Regions from separate parts of the Mus musculus genome. Here all the other regions are linked to region 3. A link is a contact called in public HiChIP or PLAC-seq data. All regions are on one chromosome and are shown on one strand. The core of a region is the stretch at or near the end of the contact, and the rest is flanking DNA. Distances in the headings are between cores, read along the strand shown.

What was found. HiChIP or PLAC-seq counts read pairs in DNA pulled down with a chosen protein or histone mark.
Region 1: a contact with region 3 is called in a FOXA1 HiChIP or PLAC-seq map of pancreatic cancer cells. The contact joins two enhancer-like sites. A contact is called at or near these places in 1 of 15 datasets of contacts at CTCF or cohesin (embryonic stem cells), 8 of 484 Hi-C or Micro-C datasets (embryonic stem cells and palatal mesenchyme) and 1 of 115 datasets of contacts at active chromatin or transcription factors (pancreatic cancer cells).
Region 2: a contact with region 3 is called in a FOXA1 HiChIP or PLAC-seq map of pancreatic cancer cells. The contact joins two enhancer-like sites. A contact is called at or near these places in 1 of 15 datasets of contacts at CTCF or cohesin (embryonic stem cells), 8 of 484 Hi-C or Micro-C datasets (embryonic stem cells and palatal mesenchyme) and 1 of 115 datasets of contacts at active chromatin or transcription factors (pancreatic cancer cells).

What each region holds. Positions count from the first base shown.
Region 1 is chr6:31,065,398-31,068,921 of GRCm38.p6, forward strand. No RefSeq gene overlaps it. Among named protein-coding and RNA genes, the nearest start is that of Mir29b-1, 4.1 kb to the left of the region's middle. Within about 2 kb of position 1,629, at least 33 of the 459 cell types and tissues checked have an H3K27ac peak or open chromatin away from gene starts, as enhancers often do. A contact at or near this core is called in pancreatic cancer cells, where this site is marked.
Region 2 is chr6:31,086,569-31,089,949 of GRCm38.p6, forward strand. No RefSeq gene overlaps it. Among named protein-coding and RNA genes, the nearest start is that of Mir29b-1, 25 kb to the left of the region's middle. Within about 2 kb of position 1,618, at least 182 of the 459 cell types and tissues checked have an H3K27ac peak or open chromatin away from gene starts, as enhancers often do. A contact at or near this core is called in pancreatic cancer cells, where this site is marked.
Region 3 is chr6:31,533,534-31,537,247 of GRCm38.p6, forward strand. The region is part of intron 1 of Podxl (podocalyxin-like); the gene reads right to left. Among named protein-coding and RNA genes, the nearest start is that of Podxl, 29 kb to the right of the region's middle. Within about 2 kb of position 1,313, at least 25 of the 459 cell types and tissues checked have an H3K27ac peak or open chromatin away from gene starts, as enhancers often do. A contact at or near this core is called in pancreatic cancer cells, where this site is marked.

The DNA.
Region 1 (3,524 bases), core at 379-2,878, 470 kb before region 3:
TCTTCCAAGGATAGACCCCTAAGCAGCTCTCAGCTCACCAGCCATGAAAATGTGGGCCTGCTTCACAACCCAGCCTGCATGCTTCATGCTGCTCTTCAACGCACTGCCCTTCCTGTGCACTTCTGTCAAATCTGATAGGGAAATCGGGGCCTGGTCTGAGTCAGTAACCCACAGCAGGGCTCTGTGTGGAAAGGCCCTGCAGTAGATGCGTATTGCTCCCAGTGACGTGAGAAGCCAGTCTGTTCTTGTGTTGAGCAAACTGGATTAAGATAACTTCCCTCGGGGCTTGGAGATTTCACAAGAACTATCACATCCTGAACCAGCACCCCTTGAGGAACACAGCTTCAAAACGTTAGGGCCACCAGGACTCGGCAGGCCTAACCGGTGTGTCTGGGCCAGGCCACACGTGTCACTGCAGTAGCTGTGCTCACACATCTGGAAGCCGTACCCAGAAGAGCCGAGCTTTGTAAGGGTTAAATCAGGTAGTACATGAGATGATCGAACGAGCAATACGGAACTTTCCTTTGGCATTTTAGTAGAGGGATGCAGCTAAGAGGTCCAGCTCACAAGTGAGAGGCATACACGGATGTGTCAAAAAAAGATACCTTTGCCTTGTGCCTCCCATCTCCGCACACTTGAATGAGCACCTGCAAATATATTCTGATTACTTCTCCATTCAAGGGCCTCCACGCGGGACCTGTGCTGTCGCTGGTGAGCACAGGTTTCTGTAGGTCTTCCCTGGTTGTGAACTGGCAGCTGGGTGTGTAAGAGTGGCTATCAAACTCCGATGGTCACTTAAAAACTCACTGGAGACTCACCGTGGACAAAATACAGCAAGACCTCTTTAAGGGTGATTTGCAAGCATGCACCTCAACTTCTACAGGGCCACAAAGACAACCTGCTACAAGCATTTTCCAGGGACAGACACGCTGCAGAGAGCCTTCGTGAGAGGAGCAGTATGTGGTATTTCGGTGACACACGAACCTCAGGGTGTATCCCACGGACGTGGGGTTCTCTACTCAGACACTTTCAAAAGGTCCCTTCTCTCTGCTGTCCAGTGAGAGACATTTATTACTTCCTTCCGCAGGCACTGCTGTGGATTGGCTACCTGCATTTGGCGACACTGGGGTGGTTATGACTAAGGAGCACGGCCCTTGGCCTTCCACTTGGCACAGCAGCGAGGTGTACTGTGCAAGCTGGTGTAGGAGCTGCAGCATGCTATAAACCTGTAGATCCAACCAGAGCAAGAATGAAGGTGTCTTGCACAGGGTAGGAGAAGGTCTATTTTCAAGGGGAATTGGTAAGCCCTAAGGCTTTAGCAATGCAGGCTGCAGAAGGCCCACAGAGGGCGGACATTACACTTGTCTTTGAGAACAATCCTTTTTGCTCACTCTACAGCCAGGCAGAGGGCAATTATGGAACTCAAACTACATCATTCTACTCTTTCCTATGTGGTCTAACTTTAAGCCAGAGGTACCTTTCATCAGACAAGAAGCCAAGGGCGTAGGCGGTGCCATTTCCAAAATATTGATCACTCAGGTTAACAAACTGGGAATGCTGTCCCAGCAGGCCCACACAGGATGGTTTACAAGAGATTTAACAACTCAACAAAGAGAAGCCCAGTGACTCAGCAGTCAAGATTCTAACCACTGCGATGTCCAAGTTAATGACTGCAATGCCCCTCAGGGAGCCTGGAACAGCAGAGGCCTCAAAGCTGATCCTCGAACCAGGATGGTGTGGGCCAGGTCTGTGAGCGGGTCAGCTTGGAAAAGAATACTATCTGCAGACCACATGAGGGCCAAGTGCCATTTTCTTTTTACTATTACCATGTTTCATTATCCAAATGTCAGGCTTCATCATGCCATCTCCACACAAGTAATGAGTATGTGGCCAGTGCTCACCACCCACCCCTCCCCCTTCCACATCCCCTTCCCAAACGCTCCCTTTCTCGTTCTGTGTCTCCTGTGTAAATGTGTGCATTGGATCTTGGTTTGCTTGCTTGTTTTGGATAGCCCAGACAGGGTTTCCCTGTGGACTCCTAGCTGACCTGGAACTTGGCTCTGGAGACCAAACTGACCTACAATGCACAAGATCCACCTGCCTCAGCTTCCCCAGTGGCTGGGCTTAAAGATGTACACTACCACATCCCACTGTTGAGTTTTGCTTTTCACTTGAGATTCCTTATATGGCAGGGAACATGCAGTACAAGTTGTCCTGAGTCTGGCTTGTTTGACTTAACACGACAACCCTCCATTCTATCCACTACTCTCACAATGTCCAAAGTCCATTCCTCTTGTAGTTCACGCCCTTCAACGTAATTTCCAAACAAGAATGGAGCGTCTGTCGGGAAGATCACTGGGCACTGGGATTAACATCTGAAGATGGTGACTGGTAAAAGAAATAGTGAGAAGCAGCCGTGATTATGTTACAGTCTGTGTTAACAGCCTTTGGGGCGGGGAACCCAGGTTCAGGATTAAGGTAGGGAGGAGGAGGAGGAGGAGGAGGAAGATGTGTCAAGACCCACACAAGGTGAAATCCAAAGTGCAGCAGTAAAGCCGTGGCACCATAAAGTACTAGCAGCTTCCCAAACTTGTGTGGCCACAGGCCTAAGGAGCGGGGCCAGTGCTTTAAGCAGTATCAGGGTCCCCATCAGATCACAGGCGCAGCGGAAGTGTTTAGAAAGTGGCTTACTGCATTTAGGCTGGCGAAGAGCCTCCCAGGTCAGTGTTTGAGAAAGCCTAATTACAGAGTAGCTATAATTCACCCTCTTCCCCCAGAGAACCTGGGAGCCCAATGGCCACCGCCCTATAGCTTGGTTGGCGGTGGGTTACACACCCAGTTTCTGCAGTGAAGAAACCTGCAGGAGTCTGTGAGTTTCCTCACACAAAAGTTCCATCTAAGGGCAGAACTGCAGCGAGGCTCACAATGTACCCAACTCCAGGGAGAAGACAGCACCTCGCTCTGAAGGGCTGGCCCTGGTCTCTGCAGAGGGAGGGGTTTCCCTCTCCTTTAAGCCCTGCTCCTCAGGAGTATCAGCCTGCGGAGTGCCAGGACATATATGTTACCCTCTGTCAAGGGTCATAAAGGGATCTCTCAAACGATGGCACCTTTTGCCTGGGATTAAAGGGACAAACAGTGTAGGTCCTGGATTAGGAAGATGCAGGTGTCTCCTCTACTGCTCCTTACACAGCCTTGAGCAAGCACTTTAACCCTTTCAGAGGGTTAGCTTTGAGATCTGTGAAAACTAAGAAAGAGAAAGCTGTGCATAGCAGCACAGATCTGCAATGCCAGCACTTGGAGTTGAGGCAGGAGGATCATCTGTAGCACACAGAATTACTGTCTCAAATCAAACCGTTCTCTCTCCTTTTTCTCTAGCACACGTCCCCACTCCCAATCCCACCCTGAAACTTTAAATAAATGTCTCCCTTTCCTGATGTGAGTGGCTGGCACAGCTAGTGTTTCAGATAAGAATCTACATTGTAAGCATCTACATACAATCAGGATGATTAAGATCAGAGAATGAC
Region 2 (3,381 bases), core at 368-2,867, 450 kb before region 3:
GAGTGACTTCTGGCCTGGCTGTTTCCTGCTTTTAACAGCAGTTCTTTGGGAAGTCTAACTGCCCAGAAGGGTAAGCCCCCCCCCCCCCAACCCCCTGAGAGTGCAACCCAGCCTCCTATACCTGCTGCATCTGGAGAGGGGTCTCCATTTCTGTGGATGCCTCCATGTGCAAGCAAAAGTGTAATGACGTGGTTAAAGGATTCGTGGCTTCTATCAGCATCTTGGGGTGGGGGGTGGGGAGGGAGGGCTAGAATCTAGAACAGATTGATAACTCTAACTCTGCAGCGTTAGGACATAACAGTATACTAAACAGACATGACCCAATAGACTGTACCCTCTACTCAGCCCCTTGGTGGGAGAGTAAGAACGCCCACAGCCGTCACCTAACAAGCATCCCTTACACTAATTAAGGATATGATCTGGACATGGGATCAGGAGGAGGCAGTCAGCACAGCTAACCCAGAGAGTAGCATACACATCTTCAGGGCTATCTTCTCTAAGTCTGCTCTTACACGGGACCAAAGCACTTTCTTTGTTCTCTTCTGAGGTTTATTTACTAGCACTGGTGAGAAAGAAAAGCACCAGGAATCACAAGTCTCTGCACACAGACATGTCACTTCCTCAAATGTGCATCTTACGGATCTACCTCACGTTTCGCTTTAAATAATAAAACTACAACTTCATTTTTATGTATATGCTATAAAAACAAACAAAAAAATCTTAATTCTTAGCTCCCATGGTTATCTGTAGGTCATGTGTGCTTCTGTAGTCAGGATCACACACAGAGTCCTCTTCATAGTAAATGTGAAATGTGTTACACACACGACAACCAGCAAAGATAGTTCTTTGAAGCTCTTCCTTTGATGAAATGCCATTTATAAGTTTTTAAGCAAGAATCAGTGAGCTTCAAAAAAAATACTCACGGTTGAACGGTCACCCAAGGATCCCCAAGTGCAGGCTGGGCTTGTCCTGGAAGCAGAGGACTGAATTCCACAGGAGAGCCAAGAGCGGGCCAGCAGAAAGCATGAATGCTAGCAGCACCTTCCTCCAGCCCATCACAATCCCAGGCTGAGACCCTGCAGTCCTGAACAGCGACAATAAAACCACATTAGGTTGTTTTCCCAATTCCTACGAAATGAGTCAGTAGGTCAAACAACTGATCCACTTGAGAGAACAATCCCTGCAGCTACACTCCCCGCTTCCAGTAACTGGGCTCATTCTCTCTGCCCTGCACAAAGTGCTCCCACTAACCCAGGAGCCCATGGGGCCTGGCAGACCCAGAGTGGGTACTGTCAGATAGTCAGTCTCTGCTGGGGTTAGCATCCTCCTTGGACAGAGGCTACTGCTAGTAGTGCCATACAGCTTCCTCAGAGTTACAGAAAAACTTCTCTGTTAAGACCCTAAGTCATTTATCTCCTTCACACCAAAGAAGGGTCTTAGTGCTTAAAACAGAAACCCAATAGTTACCCCTCTGAAAGCTCCCCCTAAAACAAATAAAACCACTTCCTTCTGCAAAAATACCTTCTCCTCCTCAAAAGATCTCCATATTCAGAAGACAGAGTGGTAATTCAATCATCCACACTGTTCAAACACACCCCAGGGTCCTCCTGCTGCTCGGCAGAACCATCCACTGGGCTTCAGGAAGCAGAAGTGTGTAAGAGCTGCCAGCAGTCTTTTAAATCCACGGCTCAAGTTGCTGAACACCTTGGGAAACTACCACCTACTCACCCAGAGGAGAGCTGATTCAAATAGTAACCTTCTGCATTGGAAACCACCAGCTACTACTGCTGAGAGGTCCGTAATTCCAAGAACTCATCCAAACAGGCAGATCTAAGGACACACAGCTCGACACACAGGGCTAGGTCAGCTGTGACAGCTCTTCAGTGGGAGACTTTTGCTTTCTGAATCCACAGGGCTTACTTACTTTCTTTTCTTTTTAAAGACAAGGTCTCATTTTCATCTTGAGAAAATGTCTGATCAAGCCACCAACTGAAAACCTGCCATTATAAACGAGAGATTTCACAATGCTCATTCCAAAATCTGCGGCTATTCATTTCTGGAAGTGACTCACTGAGAAAGGACGGCTGTTGGGGGTGGGAGGGAGAGATCATTTTTAGGAGACCGCCTGCACTCTGAGAACTGAGCAGAAACCCCACGGTGGCTACCACGTGTGTGGAGCGACCCCAGCTCAGCTCTGAGTCACACCCCCCCCCCCAATCCAGATGACACGCCATGACCAGTCTCCTCGTGAAAGCCACGGTGGACAAAAAGCCCTTTGGGCTGTGCACCCACCCTCATGGCTGCCTCTCGGGGCTATTTTCACATAAATCAGGAGGGAGGCAGCAGCATTTGCCACCTGTCAGGACTGACTCCGCGGCTGGTGAGTAACCAGCCACCGAGTCCCACTTCCTGTGACTATTTCCAAAAGACCCCATGCTATTTCCTTCAGGAAAATACGAAGTGCAAAGCAGAGCTACGGGAAGGAGAGACAGCCCCAAGAGCAAAGCTAAAAGCCTGCAATGTGATCGCTGTTTACCCAGCCACGCCTAGTTTTAATTTGGTTTCCCAACCCCTGTGTAATTAAGACTGCCAAAGAGAATAGCATTTGGGGTGGGGGTGGAGGGTGAGATCCACAAATGCTTAGACCTTCTGAGTGCGTGACCAGAAAAGCAATTGTAAGACTCAAGAGAACCCATCTGAAGCTGACTGGAGCATTAACCCTTGCAGGAGAGAGAAAGTTGGTTTTGTTTATTCCCAAATTTCAAACATGAAATCCTCTTTCCTCCCAGATGGCATTAAACAGAGTCTACTGCCACTCCCTAGGTTCGTAGAAGGAACCATTTTCAGAGCCGTTTATGGGACAGTCACGTTAACAGCAGCGCACACGTCATCCAACACTAAGGTGTCCTTTGAAGCTGCCATTGAAGTATGGTGTTTGGTGTTTTGCCAAACCTATTAGTTTATGCCAGGAAGAAGGGTATAGGAGCTCCTGACGGCAGGCTGCTCAGATGCATGGGGAAGGTAGAGTATCAGTCGTGGCAGGGTTTCTTTCTGAGGACACCATGCATGCTGGAGAAAGGCAGCCTTTTCCTAAGAGCTCGCCCTTGCCTTACATGGTCCAGCTGAGAATGAGCCTTCATTCTGGGTGAGGGGAGGGTGGGGGGAACCGGTGGGGGGAGGGTGTGTGTCAATGCCAGAGGAGGGTACACAAGCCTCTGCAATCGACAACTTCGGAGTAGAGACAGAGCAAGTCCTTCCTGGTTTTGTTTCAGCGCCTTTGGATGTTTTGGCCTGACTCTCTTCTTTCTTGTTTTTGGATACTAAGAAGGGACATGCTGTTTTGAACATTTTTACAAATGGTCATGTTGTTGATGTTGCTGC
Region 3 (3,714 bases), core at 63-2,562:
TTGTTTCATTTTTGTTTGTTTGTTTGTTTGTTTTTTAAGTATTGGTTTGACCCCAGCACCATGTGCAGGCAGTGATGAGCACCTATTTTGTGTGCCCCGTTCTCGTGCCCTCTAACTCTGTCCTCTTAGCTCAGATAGCACAACTCCAGACAAGGCTTCCAGCAATGCTTCCCACATGTTCTAAGATGAACATCTCATTGTGGCTCTCTAATCAACACACGTTATAAATATCTGTTGATCATGTTTTCAGAGTTTTGTTTTTGTTTTTAGTGGTTTATAAAATAGTTATTCTTTCTTTTTCTTTCTGTTTCTTTTTTCTTTTTTTTTTTTTAAAGATTTATTTACTTTTATTTGTATGAGTACACTGCAGCTGTCTCAGACACACACCAGAAGAGGGCATCAGATCCCATTACAGATGGTTGTGAGCCACCATGTAGTTGCTGGGACTTGAACTCAGGACCTCTGGAAGAGCAGTCAGTGCTCTTAACTGCTGAACCATCTCTCCAGCCCAACTTTCTATTTTTTCAACGTTTGTTTTTGGGTGGCGGAGTTTTACTCTGCAGCCCAAGCTGGCTGGTAACCCAGGATGACCCTTCTTCTGCCTCAGCCTCCTAAATACTAGGATCCCAAGCATGAGACACCATGCCTGGTTTCCTGTGCGTGTTATAACTGATGGTGGCTTGGATTACATAGAACTGAGAGTGCTGTTAGCACAGTGTACAGTTATATTGTGCTTCTCCCTCCTTAGCCAGCTATGTTAATCACATACTGATCCCAACCAGTTTGGACCCAAACTTGCCTGAATGTAGAGACGGAATAGAGCTTCCAGGGGAGAAAGATATATGTTATTCTATATTCTAGGCAGGAAGACCAGTTTGACAATCAGCACAATCTGACCAAAGGGGATTTAGAATAGCAGATAAGCATCATGTATATTTTTAAGATTTATTTATTTTTGGTGTGTCTTCAGGCACACCAAAAGAGGGCATCAGATCCCATTATAGATGGTTGTGAGCCACCATGTAGTTAGTTACTGGGAATTGAACTCAGGACCTCTGGTAGAGCAGCCAGTGCTCTTAACCACTGAGCCATCTCACCAGCCCTAGAATCATGTATTCTTAAAGGCCAATTGTAAGAGCTATGTTGAATGATGTTGGAGGACACTACCACTTATCCAGTTCCCAGGAGTCAGTGCGCCCACACACAAGTCCCTCCAATGGAGCAGATTCCTCTCGTAAAGGTGGCTTCATAGGAGTATGACAGTACTGTCCCCAGCTCCAGAGGTTGGAAGCCGGCAGTCCCACATTCCCTCTTTCTCAGTTCCTGGCACTCCTTGACTAATAGCTGTGTCACTGCGCTCTCTGACTCATCAACACATGGCTTTTTTTTCCTTGTGTGCCTCTAGTTTTGTCAAGGGAGGGGAACCTGGAGTCCTAACCCAAATCCTCATGGATACCAAGCAAACATTCTACTTCTGGGTCCACTAGTTTAGAGTCTGCCCTACTCCAGTATGTGGTAGAATATGGTCACACTTTGAACCCTGCGATTGTATTATTTACTGGAAAAAAAAATGTTTCTAGTTGTGGTGTGGCTCAGCCCTTAGCACACACCTTGAACCCCATACAACGAAGGTAAAGTTAGTTTGTAGAAGGAAGCAGCCAGTTTTGAAAGTGATGAATCAGAAAAGGATTTGACAGAATAGGATCTGCCTGCCTCTTAGAAGAGAGAGAAAGGGAAACAACTTAAGAAAGCAGTGGAGGGGCTGGTGAGATGGCTCAGTGGTTAAGAGCACCGACTGCTCTTCCGAAGGTCCCTAGTTCAAATCCCAGCAACCACATGGTGGCTCACGACCATCCGTAATGTAATCTGATGGCCTCTTCTGGAGTATCTGAGGACAGCTACAGTGTACTTATATATAATAAATAAATCTTTAAAAAAAAGATTAAAAAAAAACAAGAAAGCAGTGGAGAGAGAGGAGAGGGGAGAGAGAGAGGGAGGGAGGGAGGGAGAAGGCAGTTTTACTGGGACAGATGTACAGAGAAAGGTTGCAGGGAAAGAGAAAAAAAAACTAGACACAGATTAAGACAGACCTAGAAAGGAGCGAGCTTATTCATCAGTAACACTGTAGGCCTAGATTAGATTGTATGGAGGCTAGAAGCTTCCAGGACTGGGCACAGGTTAGCAGACTGAGGCAGTAAGCCTTAAAGGTGACAGTTAAATCAGGCAAATAAAAAATACAATAACACCAATGTGATTTCACAGTAACCTTCAATGACTGTATGCCTCGGGTCACATTCACAATGTTCATGGTAAAGACTTGAATGTGTGTCTATAATCCTGGGATAACTACCTCCTAAATTATTCCCCCATATTCCATCAAACCTGTGACAGCTTGCTTGAAATACCAACTTTTCATAACCTAGAACCCTCTAAGAAAGCTTCAACTGAGAGACTGGCCTATAGGCATATCTGAGCAATATTGTCTTGATGTAGGAAGATTCAGCCTATTGTGGGCAGCACCATTCCCTAGATGGGGGTCCCAATCTAAGCAACATAGGAGAAAGCTAGCTAACAACAGCAAATGGGAAGCAAGGCTGTCACTGGTGTCAACACTGCGTGCCTTAGGTAGGTCAGAAACAGTGTCTCACCCTCCTCTGAGGTAACCTGGGAAAGCCACTGGTCTGCCACCACCATTTCACACCACTAATTCTGTGAGTGCTAGAAACCAGATTCATTTCTGAGAACTGCGGTCTCTGGGGACACTCTACATTAACTTTTAGGAATGGGCCTGGCAGGGAATCCCTTGGGTCCTATCCATCCTCCTCCTGCTTTATTATTCAGTAGCATGTAGAGTCGATGGTCATGAGTGAAACCCAGGAGCTCTATGTTCCATACTGTGCCCACAGCAAGCATGTTCCTTGCATCTCACAGCATCTGAAGGCTACTGCTACTGGAAATGCAGCTGCAGGGAACACACACACACACACACACACACACACCTGGAACATATGTGTTTTAGCCACATGCTCATGAGCCCGTGAAACAGCCACGAGGTGATGGAGAAAGAACGGACACACACACGAGCCCTGGGGACCAATGGAGTCAGACAGGCAGCCCCGCCCCAGCCACATCCCACTAGTGCAGCCATAGCCTTGACCCTCAGTGCCCATGCATGCTGGGTTCTTCCTCCTGCTCCTTCTAAACCACTGGCTCTAACCCTTCAGGTACTGCCTGTGAAAGGCACTAGGGAAAGCTCTGGCCACTGGAAGAATGTTCTCTTCCGACAGGCTCTCCCCTAATACGCTATGATCCTGAAGCATTCTGTGCCTATCAGCCTAACATTATCTAGAAGCAGGCTAGACATGAGCATCCTACTAGGGGAAGATGAAGATCCATCCATCCTGGGAAGCATGAGGTTTGGGCCCACCATGTAGTAGGTCGGGCTAAGCATGCTGAAGATGGTCCTGCACTGCCATTATCCTGGTCTTTCTTTAGGACTGAGTAAATTCTTGTTTGAATTTTGTGCTGCCATGGGTGGAATCCAGGGCCCGCAATTCGATCGTGAAAACTGAACAATGGAATGAACTAGTAATGATAAAAATCAATGAAACTGAAACTAAAATTCAACAGCAACACCAAACACACAGAATAGTTTTGTTTTGATGGGGGGCGGGGGAGTGTTTCTCACTATGTAGCCCAGGCTAGCCTCAAACC